Regions from separate parts of the Zea mays genome. Here region 1 is linked to region 2. Evidence: chromatin contacts called from public Hi-C data. All regions are on one chromosome and are shown on one strand. The core of a region is the stretch at or near the end of the contact, and the rest is flanking DNA. Distances in the headings are between cores, read along the strand shown.

Region 1 (5,879 bases), core at 2,542-5,041, 180 kb after region 2:
ACATCACGCTAAGATGTTTTTAATATTAAATATAAATTGTATATATGTATATACGTTTTTTGTAAAATAAAAAAATAATCGTGTCGAGCCGGGCCAGCACTATGGGCCGAGGCTACAGCCCAAGCACGGCACGACATTCTTGGCTCTTGTAAGCATTAGGTCGTTTCTAAGACCACATTGGCGCAATAGACTACATGATGTTTGAGGTTGCTGAATTGGATGGAGCAGCAATGATTTGTCACACTAACAACAAAATGAAATGTTATTTGTTGGTTTTAAACGTTAGTAATTGTTACGAAGTAGCATAATTTATATGGAGCACATACAGTTTTTATTGATGCCTGACTTTATCAATCACTCCATATTTTGATCTATCTTTTTTTATAAGTTTGACTTCATGGGACTTATTTTAAAAACTTGATCTCACAAACTTTCTCTTATTTGGTCTTTGTATGATGGAATTATATCATTTTATAATCTCTGTTCATTCAGTCAATCGTTGTGAACTCTATTCTAATTGCTCACTTCATTGGTCGTGTTGTATCAAGACATATTTGCATGGAGTAAACAATAACATCAGTTAGCCAAATCAAAAAATATATTATACAGAGAGCGGAGACAATCAATAAAAAATATTAAAAAAATTTTGATGGATAGTTTACGTGGGTATTGTTGTAAGCCGTCGCAACGCACGGGCAACCGACTAGTTGTATTTAAAATCAGACTGCATGTTGTACGAAAAAAGGATTATTCTTAGTTCAGTTTCCACCATGCTTTGTGTAATGCGGAACTACTGAAGCAAACCCAGGATAACTCCACAGCTAAATGGCCTAGGCTCTGGACTGTACAAGATTGTAACAATTCTTATAGCAGATTTCCAGTAACATTAGAAGATTGGTGAAGCCCGTGGGCCATCAGTATTCCTTGGTATGTGCACGAAAGGTTTAATCGATTGAGACTATTGGACCGAGAGAGTAATCAGAGCAGTTTTGTACAAGGAAGGGGTACTAATATGAATGAATGGAAGGTAAAAAAAAACACAATACAAGGTAAAAAAAGTACAGTATAAATTAAAAATACAAAAAACTATATTTGGCCCATGCAGGTCTCGAACCTGCGACCTTCGCGTTATTAGCACGACGCTCTAACCAACTGAGCTAATAGGCCATTTGATAATCTGTTTCTATAAACAAATTAAATACTAATACGTGACCAATGCACATGGCTATCGAGCGACTCTGCCCGGTGAGTTGCTTCTTCACGTAGCACTGATCAACTATGCGAGGCAAATGCCAAATAATGCTACAACCACTACCTGCATCTGAGGTATGAGTAAGTTCAAATCTCAGAAATTCTACGGCTGTAATTGCACGGCAGTATAGTTCCTGCGTTACGAAATTGAAGAAAGCCTTCGCAGTACAGCAGGTCAGCAGCAGGATTATGTGGGCTCTTTACGAAATTGAAGCCGGAGAAGACATATTATTTCATCGCAGAGGTGACGAGTCAAATCAGAAATACTACTACATGATATACCATCATAAAGTAACAGTACCAGCACAACTGTTTTAACTGGAACCTCAGAACTGTTACTATCTATAGGAACCTACATCCGAGTTTCAACCAAGAGAGCTGGTCAGGAAGTCGAGCACGCATAGGTTCAGCTCCTGAAATTCTGTTTCAGAAAGAGCTGCTTCAACCAAAAACCTGCATATGTTTGCTTCAGAGGCCTCCTCGTAGTCCTTCCTCCGCTTCAGTACCAGATGGCCACTGAGCTCCCAGATTGCTGGATTGATTCTCATGTCCAGGAACTCTTGGCTCGCCTTTCCGAGGAGCTGCTTCTCCGCATAGCACTGGCCAATCGATTTTGGTGGAGATAAACATCAACACATTACTGAAGGACGTGTTGTGAACATTTGTTTCAGAGCTTATACACAACTGAGGTCGCATGGGAATACCTGTGGTAGAAGGAAAATTCTCTTGCCAGATTCAGAGATGAGGACATTGAAAGGTCTGTTGTTCTCTTGCAGGAAGATGCAGACTTTGGAGACCACATCTGACAAATCTTCCAGGCTCGCACCACCTTCGAACACAAAGCCATTGACTGGGTAATCCACCAGGTGAAAAATGCTCACGCTATTCCCTAGGGTCTTGAGCTTCTCCGTGATTGCCTTTTCAACTGGATACTGTACTTTCAGGTAGTATGCCTAGTGAACGAAATATATGACTTACTTTGAGGATTGCAATATACAGACAGTTGTCAATTGCCATGCTGCAACCAGAAGTATATGACATCGAGACATTCTAAATACTAACCTGGAAGTGAAGGTGGTTGATAGTTGCAAAGCCGCCCAGGCTGTTATAACCAACTCTGAAGAAGGGAGTCCTTGCTTCTCTTGCAACATACATGGCTATTAAGAAGCTCTCTTGATCAATCCTTTGCGGCAAACAGTCCTGGATCTTGGGAGTCAATAGCACATGGCAGTAGCCAATTGGGCTCACCTATGACACGGAAGATGACAAAAATGTTAATCAAATCATGCCGTATATCTATCAGTACAGTGTTAAGTATTTTTTTTTTTGGGGGGGAGGGGGCACTGACATTAATCAAGATGGCACTAGAAGAAGCTGAAACAGTATCAGGAACACCATCAAAATATTGTGCAGAATCTTTCTCAGTGTCATTGAATCTAAAGATCACCTCCAACGGGCTGACTTTTGTGAAATTGAACTTCTCACTAACAAATGGCTGGAGAACTTGGTTCATTGTGAACTCAGTTGGCCGCTTCTTTTGGTCACGTCCTTCAATTAATGTTGCCACAAAATTATGTACTCCAGGTAGCACCTATGGCATGATCATGCAAAATTAAGCGAGAAATGAAATCAACAAAAGACACCTGGCCATGGCCAGTTAACAGGAGAGAATCAGATCTTGAAAAAAAAAACCTTTGTTTCACAGGAACTGATGTCATGGTGAAACAAGCCCCTTGTCTTGCGATCATCCCACTGCAATGACCGTTCATGTTTATACTTCAACTAGCATTTCTTTCGATACAAATCATAATTGTAATGCAGAAATGATGTGTCTAAGACATGTAAAAGTTACAAACCTCATTAAAAAGTTTGAGTAGAAAAGGAGACAAATTTGAACCTTCGTGCTCTGTCAGGTCAAAGCTAGTGCCATCCATGGTTAGTTTTGTTGCAGCTGAAAGCATTGCCAAAATAAATATACAGGAATCAGACAGCGCCTGCAACATATGAGTTTGTGTTAGCTAAGTTCCATACAGCTCATTACTAGCATTGCGTTCAATACAAGGTCGCTATGAACGAGCATCACTTAAGAAAATGCCCAGTTGTTCATATGGAAGTGTGTAACAGTAATCCGAAAAAATAAGAAGAAAAATGTAGAAAACAGATGCATGAAGTAGACGGATCATTTCACATTTTCGACCACCAGTTTTTCTACACCACATGTTCAACTGATCCATGTGTGCTGTCTTTCCCTGACCACAAGCACAAAGACTAATGCCGGAGTTACCTAAGAAACGCCGCCGGGAGGTTCGGTTTCGGCGAGCTCTCGAAGGCGCGGGAGAAGGAGCAAACAGCGATGGAATGGGTTGGGCTAGAAGAGAAGTGACTGACATAGGATTGCCCAACTTTTATTGCGGAGGACGAAGGTTGAAATGGCCCCCAAGGGTTGGACCTCACTCAAAGAAGGTCTTCCCCCAAATGAGCAGCTGGCTTTGGTGGTTTTGCTGAGAGATTGTAGGCGGAGAAGACGGTGGATTCACGGCAACCCCACGTGGATAAGCAACGGGAAGAGAAGGGAAAGCGCCCCGGACAGGGAAATAAACGCACCTTTCCGAGCACAAAAAACAGGCGGCAATGGCGCCCAAGGATTGGAGTCTCACTCAAAGCAGGTTCCCGAACGAGGTTTCCTACTTTCCTCTGACCTCTGAGATTTCGGTTGGATTTCGGAGCGAAGACAGCAGTAGAAACTGCAAAACTGAGATGAAATGAAAGGGATAGACGAAGATGGCAGATGGGCCACGCCACGCCGATTCAGTTAACTGATGATGGGCCATGAGAGGCTTCTGCGCCAGCCCACTGGCGATAAAAGAACCGTCAAAACAAAAAATTGGATCTCGTATACGAGGACCCACTTGCAGTCAACAAAACCATTCGTGGACCACATCCACAGACTGTGGTCATGACTCATCAGTTATTCCGAGACCCTCACAAACAGACTCTGCTCATCAGGTATTTTCGGGTCTACGGTCGGTCAATCGGAGTGTACACAGCAAGCGCCGGCCCGCGGGCGCTCTCCCGAATCCCGACACCCGGAGTTGGAGTTGGAGGAGCCCGGAGAGGCGGCGGAGCGCAGCCAAAAAAAAAAAAAAAAAACCCTGAGTCCCGCAAAACCCCTAAACCCTAGCCCCTCACCTCTCGCCTCCGCCCTCATCCGCGCGACTTGCAGCGGTTGGAGGCGAAGCCGGCTCCATGACGACCCTCCTCAGGCGCGCGTCGCTGCGGCGCGTCATTGCCGCCGCCGCCGCCTCTTCTTTTCACCCTGAGGTCCAACCCTCGCTTTCTCTTCTGTATTTAAGCTTTCTTATGGCTGGGCTGGGTTGGCGACTGGCGATTCTCGGTCGAATGCTCGATGCGTTTAGTTGAGTTTTCTACTATGCTGATTGAGAGTGAGTCCTAGTTTGGTCGCGGGAGTTTGATCGTTTGTATGCATGATCACGGTCTGTGGGGCTGATCCCTCTCGATTTCAATCTCAATTAGTGACCGGGTGAACCCTTGTAGCTCCGTGTCAACGTGTTTTATGACTTTATCCCATAACTTAATTTGTAGGTTTATCTCTTGCTTTTACCTGCTTTATTGAGCGCCGCCCGAATATCACTTTCCTATTTGGAAATGTTATTTGATCTTACTGTGTGGTAGATTTCTTTTCCTATTGTGTGAAAACAAGAACAACAACGACAACAACAAATTTTTTATTCCCAAATAAGTTGGCGTATGCTGTTAAATTTCAATAAAACCCATAAATTAGAGGTAAAATTCAATATAGACTCCTATTTAAGACTATATTTTTAGTTATACTTCATCCTTTCAAGTCTTCTTTTATTGCCTCTTTCCGTAACAACTTTTCTTTCTCTTTTCTCATTGCTATCGCGCAGTGGCCGACCAGGATTAAGTGAAGCCCTGGGCCAAATCATGGTAGGGTTGTGACAAAAGTATGCTAAAAACTAATACATGGCAAATAATGTAAAGATAGATAACTTATGGAAACCGTCGTTGTGAAGCAAAATCTTTATTCTTCTTCACCAATTGTTCCTAGTCCTGTAGTCCAGGGGTAGAACCTACTGCAGAAATGGAAAGACATATCAAATATTTGGTTAGTCCTATTCTAATCGAGAAGTCATCCATGCTTGGTTAACACGGTGTCCCCTAGGCGATGCCTAGGCGCTGACTAGGTGTCCAGGTGCCCGGACTCGCCATGGTGTGTCGCCTTGCCTGAAGCCAACACGGCGGGTGCCTGGAGAGCAAGGCGTTGTGGCGAGGATCCCTAGACATCGACTGGGGTTGTCGTGCCGAATGCCTAGGTTTAGGCAGGGTGAAACAAGCAGTAGTATTTAAGACTAAAAAGTGGGCAAACAAACCGCCATTGCCAGCCAAGGAGAAATCATTGTCGCCATTGCCAGCCAAGGAGAAATCATTGTCGCCATCATCTTCACCCCCTCCTCTGCCTCTCCTTCCCTTCCCCATCAGCTACTTCGCCTCCCCTTCCCCATCAGCTACTTCGCCTACCCTTCACCATGCTCTGCTTCACTCGGCGCACCGCCCTGCTCTGCTCTGCTCCACTGCCCTGCTCTGCT
Region 2 (5,551 bases), core at 362-2,861:
CTCGCACTCGTGCAGCGTGGACGCGTCTTCCGGCACCTGGACGCCGCACTTCCTGCACGCGGCGACGACGACCTGCGCGACCCTGGTGAGCGGGCTGCCTGCCGGCGGCTGGTGGCGGCGGTACGTGGCGGTGCCGGCCAGGAACGCCGCGACGGCCAGCGCGCTGAAGAGCGCCGGGATGCCGTACCCGAGCCCCCAGCTGACGCTGGACTGCACCCACACCAGCACGGTGCCGCCGACCAGCGAGCCGACGTTGATGGAGAGGTAGAACCAGTTGAAGAAGGAGCTCTGGCGCCCGCGCTCCTCCTCGTCGAACTGGTCGGCGCCGAACGACGACAGCACCGGCTGCAGCGCCCCGCCCAGCGCCAGCAGGTACAGCCCCGCGTAGAAGGCCGCGCTCTCCAGCGCCGCCGCCGCGCTCACCGTGAGCACCACGTAGGCCTGCGCGTACGCACGAGCGTGCCGGAAACAAAAACAAGAGAACGAATTGAACGACGACGAAGACAGGGGTGACTGACTGGTGAGTGAAGTGAGCTTGGTTTGCAGCAGCTCTGCGTCCACGCGTGCACGTGTGACGGTGGTGGTGGTGGGCGACGAATCGAACGACGGCGTACGGTACGTACCAGGACGGAGATGACCAGGAAGAGCGCGATGGTCCAGTATCTGCCGAGGAAGGCGTCGGCGAGGAAGGCGGCGACGAGCGGCGTGATGGCGCTCGTGCCCATCCAGTTGGTGACGCCGTTCGCGGCGGCTTTGCTGCCCTGGTGCAGGCGGTCCTTGAGGTAGTTCACCAGGTTCGTCGACACGGCGAAGTAGGCGATGAACTGGAAGCAGTTACTCGCTGGTGTGATGTCCGGCCGAGTCCCGCCATCGCCGCCATGAATGCATGTACGGGTGCATGCAGTGCAGAGGCCACAGCCAGACGGTTTGAGGGCGAGCGAGGCCATATATAAAGCTACGAACAGATGTGTATGTGAGACATGCCATTATTACCCAGGATGAAGACGCAGGCCCAGGAGATGCCGCGATCCCTCTTGGGCGTCCGGCGCCCGGCGCCTCCGTGCGACTCCACGGCCTCCATCTCCATGGTTCCAGCAGCAGCAGCAGCTGTGGCTCAGGAGACACCGAAAATCTTCGACAGGTGACGACCAGTACGACTCTCTCTCTCTCTCTCTGACTCTGACCATGGCGAATTCCGTGACCATGGAACCATTTTGCAGGAAGCAGATTTCAGAAACAGAATCGTCAGAGGTGAGAAGACAAGGAAGGAATCGATGAAATATTGTGTTTCGGTCGTGTACTGCAAACTATTGTTCGTTCACACATATATTTTGAAGAAAAAAAAACTGATGTAAACGGAACGGACCTTTGGCTTGGGCTAATCGAGAACGGGGCCTTGTCTTCCACCGTACGTTACGTTCTTGATATCTCAGCAGCACACAGTGCAGCTCTTATCCACGGATATTTAGTTCTGCCCTGGTTGCCAACGAAATGACTGGCTGCTGGCAGCTGCAACTTGAGAGTGAGACACGGAGACCGAGACCGGTACAATCTATCACGCAATGGTCTTTGGTGAGCGAGCGGCGAGCAACAGCAGGTTTGTTTATAGCAGCAGCGCCAGCGCGGGAACTGTGAGCTGATAGCAATATGCTGCTAGCCTTTGAAGATGTGCGCTCTCGTGCAGACGGTGCAGTGCCTGATGCTTCCACGCTCTGGTGTCACAGTACACACAGAGAGAGAGACAGACAGAATGCCGTGCCTTCACACAGGACAGGAGGCCAGGACAAACCACTGCAAGTGGGCCGCCGGCACGGGCACGACTGGTGCTTTGGATATGCAGTAAGCAGTATACCCCCTCCGCAGCAGCTCCGTGGAAACACGCGTTTATTATACACTGCTCTTGTGCATGTGTGCCTCTCACGTACGGCAAACTCTCTCTCGTTCTCCGGTCATGTATTTTTGTGGCTTTGTCATTGGGATGGCGTGATCTACTGACACTGATACAGTGCAGCCAATGATTTGGTTGGGATCGTGCGCTAGTGCTGCCGAGTTTCGACGATGGTGGCACTGGCAGAGCTCGTTATCAGATAGATTTCTATATTCTCATTTATCAGTGCCCACTAGCGTGCTGTTTGGTACTTTGGTTCCGCAACCGGTAGTGGTTGGGAATGGAACTTATTGCACCTGTATCCTTTACTGTGAATGGTTACCGGTCTATGTTTGGTTGCAGCGTGGGTTCAAAAAGACGGATCGGAGTTGGCTAACAGTAACGGATCGGAGCATGCCACCAGGTCGACGAGGCAGCCGGCAGGGCCGTAGGGGGATGTTCACGGCGGCCAATCGCGCCTCGCCGGCGCGCCATGCGTTCGGTTCACGGAATTTGAGGAGATGGGACGTCGACCGCCGTGGATATGGAGACAGTGTCAGATATGCTTGTTTTTCTTGGCGACTATTCATCATGGTGCGTGCGGAAAACGGCGACCAGTAATTTTGGCTTTACTGGACGCGTCGCGTCCCATCCGTCGTAGTCGTCACCGCCAACACCGTTTAGGCGACCCTTTGCTCCTAGTTATAAAAAATGTTGTTTACACTATAAATAACATTATTTATTAATAAAGTTTAAAATAATAGATGAGACAGGAGATAAGACAGCTGTGAAATATATCCTAAAAAGGCTGTTCAGTTGTTTTGTCTCTCTATTTCATGAGGCATTGCTAGGGCTACACTAGTCTACTATAGGCCCGGCCATCAGTAGCAGACCCAGCTGCTATGCTTAGGGTGTATCAAGAAAATATCATAAAAAAGATATCAACAAGACTCGAACATTGACTGCCAAGTTCAAAAGATAGTACTTACACCACTATGCTAATTAATATTATATGATCTTAGGATGTCGTGGCCTATATAGACCACCCACTGGGTCCGCCCCTGCCAGACATAGGGGTATGCGGCTGGTGCCCTTGTACATGTCCCCAAGATATTTCCTACGCGGCAGATGTCTAGAAGCGAATAGATCAATTTACAGTTCGCAAGATCATAACTTTATTTACTAGCCCACAGGTGTCTTTTTGTCTGATAGCCAATATAAGTTATTTATTAATTTTTTATTCACCTATTCTGTTAGTATATATTTTAGGCCTCCTTTGGAATGCAAGAATTTTAGAGAAATTATACAAGGATTCATAAAAATCAGTTCACTTTCACAGTAAAAATGCAGGAAACAAAAAAAATTCCGCAATCCAAAAAGGGCCTTTAATAAGTATAGTAGTTTGATTATTCTTTTCATCTGGTTTGTGCATGTTTATTAGTTTACTAGACATCTGGTGTTTCAAGATCCAACTATCAACATCATGTCTTCAACTGAGCAATCTAGAAAATATAAATCTACTTATGAAAAGCGTGAGAAAAACAGAGAATAAAAGATCTAACTTAGGGTAAGAAGTGAGCTATAGACAGATTTATTATAAAAAATCACAACCATCTACTCCCTCCGTCCCACGATATAAGGCGTAACCACCTCTGGTTCAAAGACCAAGAAATGCATTTAATTGTCTCTATACCACTGCATCGATATACGTATGCATAGAGAGAGCACGCCTTATATTGTGGGACAAGAATAAAAAATGGTTACGCCTTATATCTTGGGACGGAGGGAGTAGTAATCATTCACTTGATCAAAGCCTTGCACAGTTGCACTTGTTAGTGTCATCTAGTGTCATCTACTCCATTCGTCCCGAATTAAAACCCGTTTTACCTTTTTACTGGAGGGAGTAGAAATGTCTATGTTCATAATCATCCATATGAATATAATAATTAATGTATGTGTTCTATATATATGTCTATGTTCATAATCATCCATATGAATATTGACATAGAAATCTAGCGCTATAACGACTAGCATTTTGGAACGGAGGGAGTGTAGAAATTTTGCTAAGATTTGTTATCCCTTGTGCTAAATTTGCTTTGGCCCATCATTTGGTGCAGATAGCACATGAAAGGAGATGAAAAAGAGAGAGTACGAGGAGCTGCTGCTCGATCTTGGGCCAAAATTTTCGGCCCTGGCAGCAGCTTGTTTTGCTGAGCAAGCCCCCCCTGTTGTTGCTTAGGACTAGCGCAACCAGAATTTTCTGCGAGCTTGTAGGCCACGATGAATGTTCGATTTCTGACTGGCCCAACCAGAGGTGTTGTCTCTAGCTGCGATGCTTTACTTAAGGGGTGTTTGGTTTCTAGGGACTAATTTTTAGTCCCTCAATTTTATTTCATTTTAGTCCCTAATTTACTAAATATAGAAACTAAAACTTTATTTTAGTTTCCTTATTTAACAATTTATGAACTAAAATGGAATAAAGTGGAGGGACTAATGTTTAGTCCCTATAAACCAAACATCCACTTAGTAACTAAAAACATTGACTGACGTGGATCGTGTAAACTACTGGCTACAGGGTTAAAACGCAAACTGCTGACTGTTAGGCTGGCTCGGCGGTGTGGATCTGATGATGTTTGCACTTGTGAAACAAAAGCGTTGGAGGCAGGGCACCACTGATGCTTGCTCCAGGTCATTATTCTGTTGCGTGACAGTCATGTTCATGATGCAAATACCATGATGGGTAGAAACGACACAGTTCTCAAGTAATTAAGTTGCTTTGCCGCGTCGTGTTGTTGTAGTATGAGTATAGATCAGTTTTTGCCCAGTCCAAGCAAAAAGAGAGAGAGAGAGAGAGAGATCGGGTCGATTTCGCCGTCCCCTGCACGGCTTACAGAAGTCGGACAGAAACTCTGCTGGCGACAGGGCGAAAGCCTAGCCTAAAATACGGGTGTCGGGAAGGAAAATGCGTCGGTCGGTTTCTCCTTTTTTTTATTTTGAGCAAAAGCCTCGGTCAGTTTCGGCGTCCTCGGGTGCAAAATAGTCCGGGCCGCGGCATGGAACCGCGGTCAATCTCGAACTCGAACTTCCCCGACGGCCGTTTGCTCTTTGGCCTGTTCGACGACCACACGCCGTTGAAGCGTTCCAAGCGAATCCGTTAGCGGACCGGACGTCCCGGCGTACGTACCGAGTCACGCTCACGTCTAGCGTGCCGGCGCCCGGCGGCGTGCCTCGTCAGATGGATGCCGCGCGCTCACCACGCCCATCGGCACGGCAGCTGCATCACGCGAGCTTTGACTGCTGCTTTCAAGGACCAGTCGCGGCAGAGAACGCTTGACCAGTGTTGGGACTCGGCCAAGGATACAGCGTGGAACGTGTGATTGGTTCGTTGGCGAGGCAAACCGGAGACTGATTGGCTGCCCCAACTGCTTGCACATGGCGCGGCACACGTTGGCACGTTGCTTCCCTGCTTGCGAATTGCGAATCGCCGAGCTGAGCTTTCAACCCTTCCACCGCCGAGATATTTGGAAACTTCGCCCTTTTAATTCCTTAATTCTTCTGGTTTCAGATTACATGATTGACGATTATAAGGATTAATTAAAACCCATAAATATAATTTTCAAGTATATATGTTTTGTGTACATATTCTAAAAAAATAGTATATGTTGTGTACCTTCATACAATTTT

What was found. A called contact is a pair of places that touch in the nucleus more often than the background predicts.
Region 1: a contact with region 2 is called in a Hi-C map of leaf, with 5 times the contacts expected there. The contact joins the promoter of LOC100272546 here to the promoter of LOC100281736 in region 2. A contact is called at or near these places in 2 of 25 Hi-C or Micro-C datasets (ear and leaf).

The regions. Positions count from the first base shown.
Region 1 is chr3:171,050,916-171,056,794 of Zm-B73-REFERENCE-NAM-5.0, forward strand. It overlaps LOC100272546, which reads right to left and starts at 3,792. Exons shown (of 7, transcript NM_001147014.1): 1 at 3,536-3,792; 2 at 3,108-3,245; 3 at 2,944-3,003; 4 at 2,600-2,842; 5 at 2,314-2,499; 6 at 1,956-2,204; 7 at 1,454-1,850. The coding sequence starts at 3,212. The coding sequence ends at 1,617. It overlaps LOC100384162 (putative recA DNA recombination family protein), which reads left to right and starts at 4,440. Exons shown (of 8, transcript NM_001176740.1): 1 at 4,440-4,572. The coding sequence starts at 4,498. TRNAI-AAU (transfer RNA isoleucine (anticodon AAU)) reads right to left here and starts at 1,167; the gene lies at 1,094-1,167.
Region 2 is chr3:170,873,008-170,878,558 of Zm-B73-REFERENCE-NAM-5.0, forward strand. LOC100281736 (peptide transporter PTR2) reads right to left here and starts at 1,612. Exons shown (of 5, transcript NM_001154656.2): 1 at 1,367-1,612; 2 at 994-1,179; 3 at 624-841; 4 at 1-441. The coding sequence starts at 1,087.